Regions from separate parts of the Lactuca sativa genome. Here region 2 is linked to region 1. A link is a contact called in public Hi-C data. All regions are on one chromosome and are shown on one strand. Each heading gives the region's core, a stretch centred on a gene start, on an enhancer-like site or on the middle of the called end of the contact. The rest is flanking DNA. Distances are from core to core; before and after follow the strand shown. Region 1 holds the start of LOC111917059. Region 2 holds the start of LOC111917040.

Evidence for each region. A called contact is a pair of places that touch in the nucleus more often than the background predicts.
Region 2: a Hi-C map of leaf shows a contact between it and region 1, with 3 times the contacts expected there. The contact joins the promoter of LOC111917040 here to the promoter of LOC111917059 in region 1. A contact is called at or near these places in 2 of 4 Hi-C or Micro-C datasets (leaf and seed).

Annotation. Positions count from the first base shown.
Region 1 is chr8:129,394,293-129,398,669 of Lsat_Salinas_v11, reverse strand. It overlaps LOC111917059, which reads left to right and starts at 1,964. Exons shown (of 2, transcript XM_023912714.3): 1 at 1,964-3,330; 2 at 4,243-4,377. The coding sequence starts at 2,316. The coding sequence ends at 3,329.
Region 2 is chr8:129,534,369-129,538,745 of Lsat_Salinas_v11, reverse strand. It overlaps LOC111917040, which reads left to right and starts at 1,797. Exons shown (of 1, transcript XM_023912695.3): 1 at 1,797-2,392. The coding sequence starts at 1,818. The coding sequence ends at 2,231.

The sequences.
Region 1 (4,377 bases), core at 715-3,214:
AGATAGCAGAATGTAAGGTTTTCATCCTTGAAATTTCCTAATGGAGCATAATTTAAAGATCGATGAAAGCAAGGACATTCCTCATGTTGATGGTAGTCAATATCGACGACTCAGGGGAAGACTTCTTTATTTACAAGCCACTAGGGCCAACTTAGCATATTCAATAAATATTTTGAGCCAGTTCTTTTCGGATCCACTGAAAACACAGATGGACCCAACAAACGGGATTTTACGTTACTTGAAATCAACACCAGGCCAAGACATTTTTTTACCAAAAGTTGGAGGGATGAATCTTGCTACTTGTTGTGATACAGACTGGCTAGGATGTTCTTACACCAGACGGTCATGTACCAGGTATTTACTCACTCTTGATGGTGCTCCCATCTCTTGGAAGACCAAAAAGCAGTTTGTAGTTTCACGTTCTTCCACATAAGCAGAATATGGAGCCATGTTGATTTCAGTTAGTGAACACATTATGGTTATGGTGGCTGTTGAATGATCTGGAAGCATCTCCTATTTGGCCTACACCTTTATTTTTTGACAATTAAGCAACGAGACATATCGCTAACAATCGTATGTTTCATGAAAGAACCAAGCATGTAGAGACGAATTGCTACTTTGTTTGTGAGCATGTTGAATCAAAAGATATTCATCATATGCACATACACACCACACATCAAGCTGTTGACTTATTTACAAAGGCATTGGGATCACAACGTCTTCATTTCTCGCTGAATAAGTTGGACATTCAAAACTTACATGCTCCAACTTGAGAGGAGTAAAGGAATTTGAGAGTCCTTATCGGCTTCTATCTCCTCGTTCATCTTAGTTTGAATTTAATTGTTATCTTGTTTTCTATTTACAGTCATCCGCTTTCTCGGTGGCTAAGGATACTATTATATAAATACGTTTTGATGGTTTAATAAACGTTTTAAGTTTTGATCCATTAATATTTATATAATGCATATCATGTATTTTTAATGAATATATAGTTAAATGAATGTAATGCTATTCATATATTAAATGAAAGGAGTATACTTATGAATAGGACTTATTAATGATGATTGTAAGAAGGAAGTCAATAGTCTTAGTTACCAGTGACACCAACACCATGGGTCACATTCTTCCTTATCGGTGATGGATATATTGCAAAGAAAGTTGGGAACTAATCACATATATTTACATGATACACACAAACACACACTAAAAGTTCCATTGGCACGAAGAAATATGAAACAGAAGTATATAGAAATGAAAATAAAGAAGATTATAAAGTCAATTGAAGGTTTGAATGTGATGGTTTGGAGATACATACCTAATGACTATGAAATAATGAGAGAGAAACACAAATCGATTCAAGTTTTAATATACAATTATTATGTAAATGCAAAAATAAACATTTTATATCCTTTTGTTTTTTCCTTTTTGGGTGTACACCCATTTAAAATAAAAATGTATGAGTATGTTTGGATAAATTCATTGTGAGATGCAGGACATCATGTGTTTTACAAGATATTTGGAGGATTTGAAAGAAGAAATATCTTCCTATATTGCTTGACTTTCATATATGATTACTATCATGGTGACCAGTGATGAAGTTTTAAACGAGGGGTTTTTAAGAGTACAAAACCAGATGGCGATGACGATAATGTTTTTGTGATGACTCTTATGAAGGTTAAAAAGAAAGTGGGGTAAGATTTGGTGTACCCTCTTTTTTAATATCCATATAAATATGAGAAATGTATAGAAAAAATGTCAGAATCTATTAAAAAGAGTGCAATATATGATTTAGATGGGTTATGGACCAACAATGTAATAAATTGAAACCACATATCATTCGTGTTAAAACAAAAGATTTATACTGGACGGAGCTGCTCGACAGAGGATTGACTTTTGCTGATGTGGACTCGGTGAACACTGCTTCGTGTACTCGCCATGCCAAGTTCAGAAGCCTAATTTGGCGACTGACTGCCAAGTTCTCTCCTCTTTGACTTCTTCTTCACCCTTTTCTTCTCCTCTACTCGACAACCCATCCCCTCTCTTTTTCTTCCTCCCTTCTTCCCCCTTTCTTCCTTAATGGAGTTGAGGTGGAACTTGATGAGCTCAACACCCCTCCCCTCAACCTTAAAGATTAAACCTATGATCTTTTGTGAACATCCATGACCATTTATGTGGTTTACTCTTGTAACTCTGTTACCCGTTATTCCATTGAAAATTGTTGCAACCGAAGGGATCATTATCATCAATCAGACAAGAGTATGGGGACCATATGTTGCAAATTCTGGACCATAATTCTTTTATCTCAATCCTAGAAAATGGAAATCCGGCTGTTCTCTCTTCGGAGACCTTCCGCTGCCATGTCGCCGCCGATTCTTCAGATGCATCTATCAATCAATACACCTGCGTCATCCCTCTTATCCTTCTCATCCCAGATTGTGTCTGACCCCACCCACTTATTCCTCACATCCAGTTTCTCTCGTCTCTCAATTGCTAAACCACCCCCATCAACGACAATTCGCATGGGCGGAGGTCCAAGAACATTCCCCGGCGGCGTTTCCAAGTGGCAGTGGAAACGGATGCAAGCAAAGAAGGCCAAACAACTCCTCCGAGCTCGGCTCGCCCGTGAACGCCAGGTTTACGAAATGCGAAAAAGGGCTGAGCTAAGCGCCGCCATTTCGGAGCTCGAACGGCCGTGGGAAGTCGTAGAGAAAGCCCCGAAGTTGTTCTCCACTAGCGCCGATGAGCAATTGAAGGTTTTGGCTGACCGGTTTCAGAAACCGGGTGGGTTCGATTTATGGTCCGAGAAAGATGGACCCCAGTTGTTTGAAACTGTAGATGGTATTCCTTCCGCTAGGTTTTTCCCAAAAGGGGTTGTTCATAGCATCAAACCATACGGAAGAATCACTGATGGGTATTCGCCTGAAGAACCCGATTTGGTTCATAGAGATGAACATAATGAGAAATCCAGGAAATTTGAGAAAAACAATACAGGTATTGGGTATCCCTTTCCGGATGATGATTCGGGTTTGATTCTCAGAAATGGGCATGACGAGAGTTCAACAAACGCAAATGCGAAATCCACGAAAAAGGATAGTAGAAGGAGAATTCGTACAGGGTTGGATTCGGGTCGAGATGGAGTCAATCAGAAAGATAGTGGGAGTATTTGGAGAAAAGATAGAAAGAGGGGAAATGGTAGAACAGAACACTCTGCTTCAAATTCAGAAGTGTTTGATATGAGTTTGCAAGATGATGGAAGCTATGGAATTTTAAAAGAGGAAATGAAGATTACAAAGAATAGACAAGAGCATAGAGGAAATGAAATCTGTTGAGGTAAACTAAACCACAATTCAATGTTTCTGTCATACTGGTACATATGTTCATTAAACTTGTATTTATCTATCTATTTATAAATGCATGTTAATGTTTAATCATGAAACTTATCCATCTACATATTCCTTTTAACATCGAAGAAACAGTTACATATAAAGACTTAACATCGTCTTGGTGAATTGGAAATCAGTAATGAAGCAAATATAGAAGATGAGACAAAGCCATGGACAAGAAGAACATATAGGTGTAGAGTATTGATAGGGAGTGGTGCGGTAGAGGGAGCGCGGTTTTGCCACATAAGCAGCGAACACCGCCCCCAACCGCCCCCAGGGTGCGGTTTGAGTGCGGTTCGAACCGCAGTGCGGCAAAAAATGACCGCAGCTTGTCATTGGGTGGGAATAATTTGACTAGCTTGTGATTGGTTGGGGAGAAATTAAAGTTTTTATTTAAATTAATTTTTTTTTAAAATAAAGTGTGGCACCACTCCTTGGGTGTGGCAAAGAACCGCACTTTTGTGGTAAAATTGACGTGGCGTTTACGTGGCAACGAAGGGAGTGCAGTTTCGGTGGCACCACCTTATAGGTAAATGAAGTTAGACCAGAAGTTTGTAACACTCAAAAATGGCCCAAAATTTGGGAAATGATGAAAAGACCTTGTATAGTAGTGAAGCTATGATGACATCAAAAGCCAGTGGATTGAATGACGCAAGTCAACTCCAATAGTGATTCTCAACATCCATTGAGTGCTTTGTTCATAGTCAAATACTTTTAAGAGGAAAAGTCAAATTGCAATTAAATTCAATGATGAAAATCAATGCTGTCACACTAACTCCATTTTAACTTTTAAGCATGAAATCAGTAATTAACAATATACATATAATTTTAATATATTTCTGCATGCTTGTTGTAACAGTACAATAGTAAAAATCAAAGTGAGATCATAGGAGTCTTCTATGATTTGAAATCACGATGAAGTACTAGTCATAATCGATTTGACGCAAACAGTAGGAAAATTGAATTTGAATAGCTTGATGTACACGAGCAATCA
Region 2 (4,377 bases), core at 548-3,047, 140 kb before region 1:
AAAATCAACAAAAATAGAATTTTATTAACCTAAGATCAAAACAATTCGATGATCTATTTTAGCCCATTTGAATATAAAACAATTGTAAATATGAAAATATATCTTAGTTATCATCATACAACGAATGAGAAGATAAACACACAACAAATTGCGCCGCTAAACCTTTTTGTATGGTAATGTCAATTCTCTTGAAGGCTATACCTACAGATCTAGAGGATATAACATTGTTATGCATGATCCGTTGTATTCTACTAAGAAGCTCAAGTGCATCCGATGCAAAGAAATTAAGAAACTAAACATATCTATATTCTAATTCATTACTTCACTATGTATAAGACTCATGTATTACATGAGTTAATTATAAAATATTAAATATAAATGTTTAAATATTTAAGAACATTGGATTTATAAAAAATAAGAAAAATAATGAATAATTAAAACTGATTATTTTTAATCTTTTATGAGAAATTAAATTGATTCCTATTTTTTATGTCTACAAATGTTCCTACCCAATAAAATTATGACAAATGTCATCATTCTATATTTTTTTTAACTAACTCATTAAGGCTATATTATGAATATATCAAATAAAATAAAATTGAATGATGATTTGTCATAATTTTAATGGATAAGAATAATTGTAAGCATAAAAGGTATGAAGTAATTTCTCATCTTTTATATTTAAACAAATAAACAAAATAAACTAATGAACTTTAATTTGAGAATTTTGAAATAAGAAGGTAAGTCAATTAATGAAATTGATATTTATTTATTTTTATATTTATTATAATTATTACATTAAAATATCATGTGAAATTTATTAAAATAGAAAAAACCCATGAAATGATATATGAAAAAGAAATTAATTCAAAATAATCACAAAATGACATCTGATAAATTGAATGAAAATATAATATATGACAAAAAAAGACTTTCATTTATTAGAATAGATTATCTGTTTCAGCTATTAAATTTTGACAGGTGTTTACTCTTTATATCTATATCTATATTTTTGATGAAGAGTTAAAAGGAACCCACATATGAAGATTCTGATCTTATTTTTCTCCTATACTTTGATTATTTAATTTCAAAATCATTAAATTGCAACACAAATACAATACATCATGTCCCCTAACAGTTGTATTTCCAATTATTCTATTTCTTTTCACGTGTACATATTTTTATATTAATTTATAAATTCGATTGATATGTACTATTTTATTTTTTATGTTAAATATTCAGTTGGTAATTCCGATTTTGGCGAACAATGTATCAACAAGTGGTCCTAATTTTATAATTAATACAAAGGATTTGTAAATAAACAAGTAATTACAATATCAAACTAATGCCTCCTTCTAGAGTTATGATACCCCAGAAGATGTGTGCAATTATCATTGAACGTTATATAAGCTGAAAATTATTATTTGTTTGATTCAATTGAAAATATCAATATCAAACTATCTAATGTAACATAATGTCGAAAAAAACAAAATCTTAAATCAACCCGGCCCCATTACCAAAAGTTAGCCGTTCATCGACTCTGCATACAAAACATTTAGATCTGCTGAGGTCATCACGAGTACAAGCCCGAAGCCCGAAGCCCGAAATCTAGGATATCATAAAATTGTAAAATCCAAACTTGTGTACAACTTTTAATGCAAAGAGTACACATCAAACAGCAACAGCCTCTTGGATCCAGTAATTTATGATATAAGAAAACGAGCAGTTGTCAAGAGGCTACCCTTGTCTTCTATATATATAAACACAAAAAGGCACTTTGTATACCTCCACTGCAATCCATACAAACATCGCAAAAAATGGCCCAATTGCTTCTTCTTTTCTTGATCTTAACACACACATTTCTAACCCTAGCATCACCATCTGCAGAAATCGAGCCTTCTGTGGTTGGACCACCGCAAACAGCTGAAGCACCCAGAAGTCGTAAACTTGGGAACCATCATGTAAGCGAAGCGGAGCCACCAACCACCGCAACATCAAGGGATCATGAAGGGAACGGTGGGAGTGCGAAGGAGGAGAGTGGAATGTACTTGGAGAAGCAACATAAACACCACCATGGTTCAGGGTCGGTCGATAAGTCAATTGCCGGTGGTGGGGTGATCCTTGGAGGGTTGGTTATGGCTTTTGTGGTGTCGATCGTCTGCTACATTCGAGCCACCAGAAGAAGAAGTATGGTGGAACCACCCACACCAACCACCGTTCGGGGAGTTTGATTGGGTTCGATGACACATTCTGTTGATAATATATAATTTCCTTATCAAGTATATAGATTCTTCATAATTTTTGTATTTAATCTGCTGGATCTTATTGCATTTGTTCATATATGATCGAGTATAATTTAAGTTACTTTTTATGACATCCGATATTTTATTAATGAGCTGTTTGTAGCACGCATTTTCTTCCAATTATTTGATCATTGATGATATTAAGTTGTACGTAGAAAAAAACGTTCATGTAAAATAACTTTAATTATGATTATCAAATTACATTTACGATCAAAATTAGTTTTGCACCAACTTATCCACACAAAAGCGAATATAAACTCGTGTTCGTTTTTTGTCTGTAATATTTTTGGTCTCTTTTGTCGACAAGCATATATTAGCACTTTCTAAATGTTTTGTTTTATAGAAGATATCAGACCAAAAACATATATGTTATCTTTTGACGTAGATGTAAACTAAAGTCTTGGAATATCTTCTAGTTTAAAAATTATCCATATTTTGTGCGCATAAAACTAATCAATTAGCCATCCTAAAATATCAACAACAATTAAAATGATTAATATTTTTTTTGTCGAATGTCTTTGTTATAATATTTTATCATTTTAACTACAATGAAATACAATATATATATATATATATATATATATATATATATATATATATATATATATATATATATATATATATATATATATTAATTCATATCATTTTTACGTTCGTTTTTTTATATTACCAAACAAGTAATTAAACATCTATAAAAAATATTATATAAACTTTGTTTCGAAAACAATTTGTTGGTAAAAGCAAGTACAATTCAATATTGTTTCCAAAGATCAAAAGAGTTACCATTAAATCAATTTACCAATATCAATCTTAAATATTACTAAAAGAGAAACCTTATTACATCATCTTAAATAATCTGGACCATTGATTGTATTTCAATCTTATTTTTTCCACCCTTAGATCAAATTGCTTACATTATCTTTCCCATATGGAATGTATTTAATTCCAATAAATGCTTTGCAATCATCAATCAATAACTTATATTCGTTGAAATGGAATATATTTAATTCCAATAAAAGCTTTCCATATTTTACATCTTGAGTTTTCAGTTATGAAGATTTTAATATGGTCAGTTTTAAAAACATATTACTAACAAATCATTTCAATCAAGACCTTAATATTAACTATTAATATAAATCCGTTTATATTAGTAAACCATTAATATAAATTTTTTTTTATTAGGAAATCATTAATACCGAAAAATTATATTCAAATTATCACATATATATATACGATTCATCATTGAATTCACGACTCATATTTATTTTCAATCGTTTATTTTCTTCAAACCTTCTCCTACAACATCGTTAATATTGCTTATAACTTCCATCATCATTCTCTGCTATAAACATTCGCTCTTGTGCGCTAGAAGGTCAGTACCTTCTTTCATTTTTTATATTTTTTTCGATTATTTTTTGTTCCTATATCAAATGTATGTATTCATATATTTCGATTTTCTTTGTCACAAATTATATGAAATTAGTTAACTACTTTTCTGAAAATTTTCAAATAAACATGAAAAGATATTAGGTACCTTTAACAAAACAAAAATTAACTATCTTGGGAACTGACATTAATTACGAAAATGTTACTTTTATATATTAGAGATGATTATGGTTTTTTTTTTTAACTTTTATGTCATAAGAATCCGGTTAATTTTGGCATGATTTTAAAATATCATTGAAAATATTATGTTTTTGTATATCATATCAACCTACTTTTTTATCTTTGTATAGTAACAATAAAATTTATTAATTTACACAACAAATATAGATATTTCAAATTTTGTAATATTATTATACCTTACAAAATACAACTCCCTTCAAAATAAAATTTCGCCAGTAGTTTCATCAATAATTTCAACAAACTTAAATTTGTATTTTCTTTATATAAATTTTTTTTAATGATTCTGATTTTTTTTCTCCAAAAGTATATCAAACATTTACGTCTTATATAATGCTGCCTATTATAATTATTATTTTCCAAAAGTAAATCCGTTTAATGAGGAATTTGATATAATAAAGGAAATGAATGTTAATTAAAATGAGATATATATTCCATAATTATTACATGA